2 separate regions of the Sus scrofa genome follow, and region 2 is linked to region 1. A link is a contact called in public HiChIP or PLAC-seq data. All regions are on one chromosome and are shown on one strand. Each heading gives the region's core, a stretch centred on a gene start, on an enhancer-like site or on the middle of the called end of the contact. The rest is flanking DNA. Distances are from core to core; before and after follow the strand shown. Region 1 overlaps RAPGEF1 (rap guanine nucleotide exchange factor 1). Region 2 overlaps RAPGEF1 (rap guanine nucleotide exchange factor 1).

Evidence for each region. HiChIP or PLAC-seq counts read pairs in DNA pulled down with a chosen protein or histone mark.
Region 2: a contact with region 1 is called in an H3K27ac HiChIP or PLAC-seq map of skeletal muscle. The contact joins two enhancer-like sites. A contact is called at or near these places in 1 of 5 promoter capture datasets (liver), 24 of 47 Hi-C or Micro-C datasets (adipose tissue, alveolar macrophages, blood and 15 more) and 2 of 2 datasets of contacts at active chromatin or transcription factors (alveolar macrophages and skeletal muscle).

What each region holds. Positions count from the first base shown.
Region 1 is chr1:271,502,475-271,506,942 of Sscrofa11.1, forward strand. RAPGEF1 (rap guanine nucleotide exchange factor 1) reads right to left here. Exons shown (of 26, transcript XM_005654593.3): 17 at 1,431-1,515. Among named protein-coding and RNA genes, the nearest start is that of UCK1, 51 kb to the left of the region's middle. Within about 2 kb of position 2,212, at least 11 of the 83 cell types and tissues checked have an H3K27ac peak or open chromatin away from gene starts, as enhancers often do. A contact at or near this core is called in omental adipose tissue and skeletal muscle, where this site is marked.
Region 2 is chr1:271,615,316-271,620,536 of Sscrofa11.1, forward strand. The region is part of intron 1 of RAPGEF1 (rap guanine nucleotide exchange factor 1); the gene reads right to left. Among named protein-coding and RNA genes, the nearest start is that of RAPGEF1, 6.7 kb to the right of the region's middle. Within about 2 kb of position 2,161, at least 42 of the 83 cell types and tissues checked have an H3K27ac peak or open chromatin away from gene starts, as enhancers often do. A contact at or near this core is called in omental adipose tissue and skeletal muscle, where this site is marked.

The DNA of each region.
Region 1 (4,468 bases), core at 962-3,461:
CAGAGGCAGGCGGTTGAAAAGCACTTGCCCTCAACCTCCAGGTCGCCGGGGGAGGCGCACAGCCTGGAGGGGTCCCCCTCTGCTCCTGAGACCCCATGGTCTTTCCACAGCTGCAGAGCCCACCTGAATGAAGCACAGCAGCCCCCACCCCACAGCAGCCCTTCCAACGGCCGACCACCTCCCAAGGCCATGGCTTCGACCTTGAGGGTCCTGGTTTCACCCTCGTGTGTTCACCACGCCTCCAGACCCTTCTCTGGCTCCATCTGCCTGCTCCCCAGAAATCCACGGGCGCTCAGGAAGGAGTGCAAAGGGACAGGGCCCAGGGCTGCAGCACAAAGGACTCACCAGCCACCTGGGCCGGGGGTCACGACGCTGTATCGTGTCCATTAAGGACAAGCAGAGGAGACGCTGACTCAGGGTGGCCTGGACCTCAGTCTCCTTGCGTACATGGTAGGACACACTACAAAGGCACCCTGTTCCTGACAGGATGCGTGTGTAAAGGGCTGTCACGGCCGAGTGAGACTGCACGTGCAGACACAGCCTCAAACTGACACTGGGGCGTTCTCAAGTGTGAGTCGGTATCACGCCGCACCAGGCTTGTGAGCAGCTGAATGCGCGAGGCTGGAGGGAACGAAGGCCCTGCCGAGGCGGGCTGTGCAGTTCTCAGGGACCGGGGCCGCTGGAGCACAGGAAGGGAGCGGAAAGCTGGGGGGACTGCCCCAAGTGACGGTGGCTGTCCAGCAGAGGGCACTCGTGGGCTGTGACGCAGGAGGAGGCCAAGGAGCGGGGACCTTGGGGGGGCCCGTGCTATGCGACATAGCTCCAGGTGAGTCTGGGCAGGAGGGGCAGGTCTGGCTCCAAGAAAGGCCTCTACTGTGGGGAGCGGCATTTGAAAGGGGAGCCCGTGGGGCAGGGTGGTCCAGCGGTGGGAGCCGATTCTGTCGTGGACACGGAGTGTCTGTCCACTGCTGGTCTGCCAGCAGTTGCAGTGGCGTGTCTGCTCCATAGGTTGCTCATCTGCGTCCCGATCCCCTCCAGCCTGGCACATGTCCTACGCGTCACCCCCATTGCCCTGCGGCTCAGCTCGGGGAAGCTGCAGGTGCCAGTGACCTACACACCGCTCCTCTCGGGCTGCGTCAATTCCAGTTCTTCAGACTCCCCAAGGGACCACCACTGCCACCCCGTGCTCCGGGCACCTCACATGACGTCCCTCAGTCCTTTTACAGGTGAGGAATGAGGCCCAGAGAAGCCCTGCCTGAGGCCCCAAGCTAGGACACGGCAGCGCAGGGCTGAGCAGCTCATCACTGCTGCCCACCGTGGCGACACAGCTCCCTGCGCGAGGGCCGAGCGGGCACGCAGGCCCTTCCCCCGAACCCAGGAGGCTCTGTGGAGCGCGGGGTGGAGCCAGGGCGGGGGCCGGGCAAGGATATCTGTACTGCAGCTTCTTGATGAGTTCCTCGGGGCTGATGAAGGTCCTGTAGGTGGTGAGGAAGGCCTCGCAGTACAGCACCAGATCTAGACGCAAGGACGCTGGTTAGTGATGCCTGCCCCTGGCCAGGGACCAAGACAGATGCTTCAGGGATGTGCCACCTCTGATTAGACCTCAGAAATTCTGGTTTGTCCCAAGACTTGATGATTCAAAGAGTCTTTTTTTTTCTTTTTTTGTCTTTTCAGGGCTGCACCCACAGCATATGGAGGTTCCCAGGCTAGGGGTTGAATCGGAGCTGCAGCTGCAGGCCTACCCACAGCCACAGCCACACCAGATCCGAGCTGCGTCTGTGACCTACACCACAGCTCATGGCAATGCCGGATCCTTAACCTACTGAGCAAGGCCAGGGATCGAACCCGCAACCTCATGGTTCCTAGTCAGATTTGTTAACCATTGAGCCATGACAAAACCGCCAATTCAAAGACTCTTAATCACCATCGTGGGCGTAGAGAATACAATTCAAACTCATTAGCGGGACTCTGAAGCTCAATCACAGGCAAGGCTTTTAGAGAGCAGGACCCAGAACAAAACCCTTGGGAATGTCCAGCTACTGAGAGACCTCAGAATGGGTTGAAGGTGCCAAGCCTGGCACACTGCTAGAACATACACGTGAGCACGCTTTGGTGCCAGGGGAGGCGGGGTGCCTGGGAGGAGCCTGGCTCTGCCGCTGGATTTGAGCTGGCAGCAGCACCCCCCTCCCTCTGGAGGGGCTGGCTCTGGCCCGGGAGTCCGACCTTTCCAGACTGACAATGGCCCTGGGACACGCCCTTCGACCGCACAGTCTGGCACAAGGAGAAGGCAGGAGTTTCCGGCGCAGGTCACTTCTGGAGACGAGTGACCTGGCCCGGCTCGTGAACTTCAGTTACCCCATGCTGGGGCTGAGGTTCGAGTCCCAACTGGCCCCCAAGTCTGGGTCCCCACTGAGAGGCTGAGCGTGTGCACACAGGCCGCCTTCCCTCTCCTCCCTCAGTCACCCCAAGTCGCTGGCAGAGGAATCTTGAGGATCCCCACTCCTCCAGCTCAGCAGAGCCCCGGCCTCCGTCCCCCTGCCAGGACGCGAGGAAGAGCAGCACCCGCGTCTGGGGTGTGTTCGCGTGGGCCCGGCGGGCGGAGCCAGCACTGGAGCCACAGCAGGGTCCAGCAGCACTGGGCCTGGGCCCCTTCCTGGACCCCAAGCCTGCCCAGCTCACTGTCAAGTTGGGCTTCTCTGCAAAGACAAAGTGTGGGTCCAGCACAAGACAACCCCTGCTTTTGGAAGAAGGGCCCAGACCTGCACCCCTGAGCCACGGGGCCTTCCAGCCACTGGTCCACAGGAAGCAACCTGCCTAAGGAGCTTGCGTGGCCCAAGGCCTCTGCCTCAACGATTCAGCCCAGGTACAAAGGACATTGGTTCCCTGGAGCCTCAACATCTTTCCATTGATGAGACAGAGTGGAAGCCCCAGTGGGCAGCAGGGCCCCCCTTCCAGGCACAATGGGCACAGACTGGAAGGTTCTGGGGTTGCCCGGCCTGCGGGGCTCCCTCTGGCCTTGGCTACAGCTGCTTGCACCTGGCAGGACAGCAGAGTTCCCTGCTCAGAGCCGAGGACTGAGCCAGCTCCCGTTCCAGCCTTTTACTTCTGGACAAGAATGAGAACTGTTTCTCACGCCAAGCTGAGAACGCGGGCGCGTCCACTGCAGGAAGCAGGGCACATGCTGTTCCTGGGATGGGAACAGAGAGGCCCCAGCACTTCCTATGTGCCAGGCATGTCTCAGGTTAGCTCACTCAAGCTTCACGTGTGCTGGGCACTCTCAAAAATCTGAGCCAGTGGAGGCCGAGCAGGGCTGTGCCTGGCGGTTGCCTAAGCCTGCAAACAGCATAGCCAGGATTCAAACTCAAAGTTCAGAACCACGCTCTGCTTGGGTCAGAAGAAGCCTGGAGGGCAGAAGCGTGGCCAGCTGAGTTTGGGGGAGCCATTTCTCCTTTTACTCTCTTTTTCAAATTTTCTGCAATGTAAACAATCGTTTTTGTGCTACCTTCATAATTACAAACTCCCAGAACCATCTAAGTAACACGCTGGAGACATTTGCTGCAAAAACAGGGGGACAAAGTCGTTTACAAAAATAAAATCGGGGGGTTAGGGTTCAAGACTGGGGTGCTTCCGTTCCTCCCCACCTTAATTTAACGTCGCTGTTCCACCATCTTTTTAATAATTTAAAAAATGTAAGAGGAGTTCCTGTTGTGGCGCAGCAGAAACAAATCTGACTGGGACCATGAGGTTGTGGGTTCGATCCCTGGCCTCGCTTGGTGGGTTAAGGATCTGGTGTTGCCCTGAACTGTGGTGTAGGTCGCAGACCTGGCTCAGATCCTGCATTGCTGTGCCTGTGGTGTAGGCCAGCAGCTGCAGCTCTGATTCAACCCCTAGCCTGGGAACCTCCATGTGTCATAGGTATGGCCCTTAAAAAAGCAAAAACAAACTAACAAAAAAACGTAAAAAGAAAGTGAGTGTGGAGAGAGGCCAGGCCTGGCAGGGGCGTGTGGGCACTGCAGTGCCCCTGCCGTCCTGACCAAGGTCATGGGCACTGTCTTCACAACCCCCTTCTCTTCTTCCTTCCAGAACACAACCTGGAAAGACTGCTCTTTCGCTGGCAGAGTCCACCCTGCTTTTCCGGCCCCCTCAGAGAATTGGGACCCAGAATGGGGTGTCTCCATGCTGAGGGGGGGACCCCATCCTGCAGAGGTAATGCGCTGTGAGACAGACAGCTCCTGGACAGAGTGCTGCCCCAGGAAGCCCCTGAGCGGGCATGTTAGGCCCAGGCTAGCAGTCTGGAGCATTGACGGGCCAATTATCAGGAGAGGCATCAAAAGCTACCCGCACAGCGACGTGACCTTTAGGCTGCTGAACGCGCTGGGACAAGAGGTCAAGCTCCGCACGGGGAACTCGCCCCCTTGGAGGTCCTGGGGTCCCCGCGAGCCGGCACCAACCGAGGACACGCCCCGAG
Region 2 (5,221 bases), core at 911-3,410, 110 kb after region 1:
TCCGGAGTTGCCGTGGTGAAGGCTGGCAGCTGCAGCTCTGATTTGAACCTTAGCCTGGGAACCTCCATATGCCACAGGTGCAGCCCTGAAAGGAAAAAGAAAAAGGAAAGGGCTCTGAGATGGGTCTGTCTACCCCATCAGGGTACAAGAGAAGCCCCAGATTAAGCACTTTGCCCAAGGTCACCCAGCAAGAAGCGGGGCTTTCTGGTCCTCAGAGATGGACCAGGACAGCCAGGGGACCCCTGTCATCCCAAGCATCCCCCTCCAACATGACCAGATGCCCCTTTGAGTGTAGCAGCCACCTCGTGGCAAAGAAGTCCCTGGAAGGGTAGAGGCTCATTTTGACCTAAGTCACAAAAGCTAAGAGAACAATGTCATCCCAGCTGATGAAAACACAGATAAACGGAGTGTAGTCAAAGGGGCTTTAGTCCCATCTGGGCCCCAACTCAGTATGACCACAGGCAAACCTCAGCTCTTCTGGATCTTAGGATCCTGCACACAAAGCAAAGCTGTGTCTGCATCTGGTCCTCGGCAGAAGGAGAGTGGTAACAGGACCTTTCTCCCGCTGAGAGGATTAAAGGAGACCAGGCGTGCCCCACACACAGAACAGCGTCTGGTACCACAACGTGTCAAGTCCTTAAGGAATGTGAACTACTACTATTATTTGTATTTGTCACTGAAAGGAGGAGCTGAGAGCAGCCAATTCCATGACCCAGGCACAATCACCCACTTCTTCAGTCACTTGAAGGAGAGGGGGGCCTTGTGATTATCCATAACCAGCAATAAATACAACCACTGTTTCCAAGCCAGAGGTTTGGGGTTCTTGTTGTTTGTTTGTCTTTTTGCCTTTTTAGGGCCACTCCTGTGGCATATGGAGGTTCCCAGGCTAGGGGTCCAATCGGAGCTGTAGCCGCCGGCCTACGCCACAGCCACAGCAACACCAAATCCAAGCCACGTCTGCGACCTACACCACAGCTCATGGCAATGCTGGATCCTTAACCCACTGAGCGAGGCCAAGGATCGAACCCACAACCTCATGGTTCCTAGTCGGATTCATTTCCTCTGTGCCACTATGGGAACTCCAAGGTTTGAGGTGTTTGTTTGTTTGTTTTGCTTTTTAGGGCTGCACCCTTGGCATAAGGAAATTCCCAGGCTAGGGACTGAATCTGAGCTGCAGCTGCCAGCCTACACCACAGTCACAGCAACATGGGATCCAAGTCACGTCTGCGGCCTACACCACAGCTCATGACCATGCTGGATCCTTAACCCACTCATCAAGGCCAGGACCGAACCTGCATCCTCATGGATACTAGTCAGGTTTCTTCCTGCTGAGCCACGAAGGGAACTCCCTTGGTTTTTTGCTTGCTTGTTTGGGGTCAACAAAGTGATTATTCGGGGCCATCACATTCCATGGGACTTCTGCTGTTCTCTCTTCTCATTCCAGGCCCTCGCCTTTCTTCTCCCAGACACGGCCAGCACCACCCTTCTGCTCAGACCATGGGCTGGCTCCCCATTTTAAGGGTACAGGGTGCAGCTGGGAGCCACCCTGTCCAGACCACACCAATGGCATCCATTTCCGAAAAGCCGGAAAGCAAATACCTGGACTCCACCCTCCTGTCCTCAGCCCGGGAAGCACCACACAGCATCCGGTGTCTGACAGCTCCCTTCCTTCCATGCTTTAAAAGCAGGGTAGAGCTTCCTGGTCCCCAAACTTCATTTGCAGTAAAATGACTGTGTGGAGGCAGCGAGCCAGTGAAAAGCAAGGAGAAAGACCATCTTTGAAGGACTAACGGGAACAAGGTCTAAGTGGTTACGAGACAACAACAGTATTTCCGGAAGACGCAGTCCAGACCGTAGGACAGGACAGGTCCAGGAGCCCTACCTTCCACCTTCCAAACCACAGCCTGCAAGAAAAAATCGGGGAGAAAAAGGAATTGTAACCACTTGGGACCAGATTTCTAATCCATTGAGAAGCCCCTCCACTGCATCTTCACTCACCAAGAGGAAGCCGTGGCAAGAGAGACTCTGCTAACGCCCTTGACACAGAAGCAGGGGCCCAGAGAAGGCCAGCAGCCCTGCGCTCCGGCCCCTCAGCACAATCGGGCCTTGGGCAGAGCTGACGGTGCCGGGAACTGGGCCGAGTGAAAAGAAGACCAACGACAGACAGGGCCGCCCGTGCTGGCGCGCATCTCGGAGGCAGGCCAAGCAGAGCTGGCACGTGCCGTGGTTTGGGACTGAAAGGCAGGATCACGAGTGCTCCGTCCCGGGCACCCCCAGAACCCCGCGGCCACTGCCACCCGCAGCTCCAGAGACACGGCTGCCCGGACTGGCCACACTGGCGCTCTCCTGACAGCCTTCTGAGAACCCGATCTCAGCTGCTGGGTCGCGCCGCCAAAGACCCGTCTAAAACACCCATCGCCAGGCATGGTTAACACCGAAGCCCAGCCAACTGCACACCTTTGTCAGAGTATTGGTCCTACTGATTCACCAAGAAACACCCTAACTGACAATCCAAAGCCCAGAAGCAGCTCCCTTTGAAAGCTGATTTTGAGACCTGGCATCAGAAACCTAAGTTCACTGTGACAACACGATCTCAATTCACTCATCAGTAGCTTCGAGCACCTACTATGGTCGAGGTGCAGCACGGCCGGTACCCTCCCTGGAGGACCAGACAGGCAGGCTCCCGCTCGGAGTCACAGGACTGGGCTTGCTGGTCTAACGTGTGGAAAGGAAACGCGGGCTCTGGGTTCTGAATAAGCTGCACGATAACATTCTATCCAAAGGGCTTCTCTGGGGCCTTCTCATGGAATTTACTGTCTGCTGGAGGAAGAGAAGGCAGGAAGAGTCTAAAGGAAGCCGGTTTGGGCAGAGGAGCCGAGCACATCAGGAAGTGGGTTTTCACACTGTGCTTGGTGACCCAAGGAGGAGCCTCGGGGGCCACCCCCGAGTGGGACAGACTCGCTGGGCCCCAAGCGGCCCCTCATAAACAGTTACCCACTGGCCTTCTATAATAAAAAAGGACCTACTGCTTTAAAACAAAACAGCGAAGCACTAATTTTAGAGGCCCCCCCCCATGGCACTGACGGAGAAAATGAGACCCAGGAAAGGTCAAGAATCTCCCAAGGTCGCCATGGTGAAAATGGTCAAGCGGGCTACAACAAATGACCACAAACTAAGGTGACTCATCCCGGAATAATTCACAACCTGTTTCCCCCCCCCACCCCCGGCCGAAGTCATAAAACAGGCGAGGTGGGTGACGCGTCTGGGGAACACCTGTCCCAGCAGCAGGGCGCCCCGTCGCAGGCGCGTGGGGGCGGTGGCGGGCAGCCTTGCCAGGCCGCTGCTCGTTCCAGTGCGTCATCTTGTTATGGCAACGGGAGGAGTCCAGCTGGACCGAGGGAAGGCCCAGCCCTGTGCTCAAGGCGTCCTCCAATCCACGCAGACTTGGGAGGTGATTTTTCTGCAAGCTCACACATGACTCATCTCTACAGACCTCCTAGCACGTCTGCTGGGTACAAGGAATCCCATTCAAACCACCTCTGCCCACAGCTGCCCTGGGAAACCAGGAAACGCTGGGGTTGCTCCAGTGGATTTTTCAAAACACAGGCCTGCATCTGTGCTGTTTCTTATCTCCTCACGGAGCTGCTGAGGTTACTGGCGTTATTAGCATCACCTGCAGCCTACAGATTGCCATAGGCCCACCCTAATCTGAGGCGGGGTTTGTTTGCTTGTTTGTTTGCAAGACCAGAAGAGAAACTTAGAAACGTGTACAATAATTAAGACAAAGCTGGGCATTCCAGCTGTGGCACAGGGGGTGAAGAATCCAATGGAAGCGGCTCGGGTCACTGAAGAGGCGCAGGTTTGATCCCCGGCCCAGCACGGTGGGTTAAGTATCAGGTGTTGCTGCAGCTGTGATGTAGGTCACAGCTGTGGCTCCAATTCAGTCCCTGGCCTGGGAACTTCCATATGCCGAGGGTGCAGCCACACAAAAAAGAAAAGATAAAGCTACTGTGTCCCCCGCAACGTGAGACACTCTAAGCAGTGCTCTGCAAAGGCAGAGAGGGGTGTGGGCACCAGAGCCGAGGTCGGGGCCCACTTCCCTGCACAAGGACTGCGACCCTGGGCACATCACCTGATTTCCCTGGGCCTTAGTTGCCCTCAGGACAAAACAGGGATAGCGGGCCTGCTCCAGCCCTCAGGACCTGTGGGGAGGCTCCCCAATAGGAGGTCTATCAGTGCATCCTGAAAACCAGAGAAACGGCACAAGCGTTCAAGGCCGTTTTGATGTTATCCCTGGACTCCGATTCTGCCTGGGAGGCCAGGCTCCTGCGGGCTCCGGGCCCTGCAGGGGTCACACGGCCTTTGCCAAGGAGGAGGGTCTAAGTGCCCCAAGAGTGAGTGAATGAATGAGTAGCAGGTGCCATTAAAGTATGATAGGTATTGACTGGATACATTTTGAGTACAAAGATTGACAATGGGGGGCGGGGGTGAAGGGAGTGTAAAATTTGAGAGGAATTTCAAATTGGCCTTCTTCCTAGATGGCATAAAACCTGCAGCCTCACGTGACAGTACTTGTACTTTTTTATCTGTTCTGAGAAAATACATAATGACAAAAAGTTACCATGGATGCAGTCAGTGTAACTATTTATCTTCTTAATTTATAATGAAAGCATCTTCACACATCTGAAAAACAGCACCTGAGACACCATACTTATTGTGTCCTCAAGCAGGGCACCGGGGGAGCCTGATGCCACTTCGGCAGCCCCTCTGAATAGTCTGAAGCCACAGGGAGCCTAGAAAGAGGGCCAGAGGGTTCGTCAAATGAGGAAACTCCTAGAGAAACTCCCAGTGGTTTGCTGGGAGTATTTAACAGGGTAAGACTCCTCTCCCCAAACAACAACAGAACCTTGTGTAATTTATATCCCATGACGTCTAGTTTTATTGTCTGCTCCAGCCAGGAAGGCAAGGCCCAGGAGGCAAAAATCCTTCTTGCATCCCAAACAGTAGAACAGGTCCAGGCCTTTAGGAGTTTTGGAAAAACTTTCTGATGAATGAACAGAGGGAGGGAGCACCTGAGACTCAGGTGAGTCCAGTCAGGAAAACAGAAGCACCCTCCCCCGCCCCCGCTGTGCCTGGCTAAGGACTCAGCCTCCGAGCCTTGCCTTCAATCTCCAGCCCTCCCGCAGCCAGTCCACTCAGTCTGATGTGACCCCTGGCAACA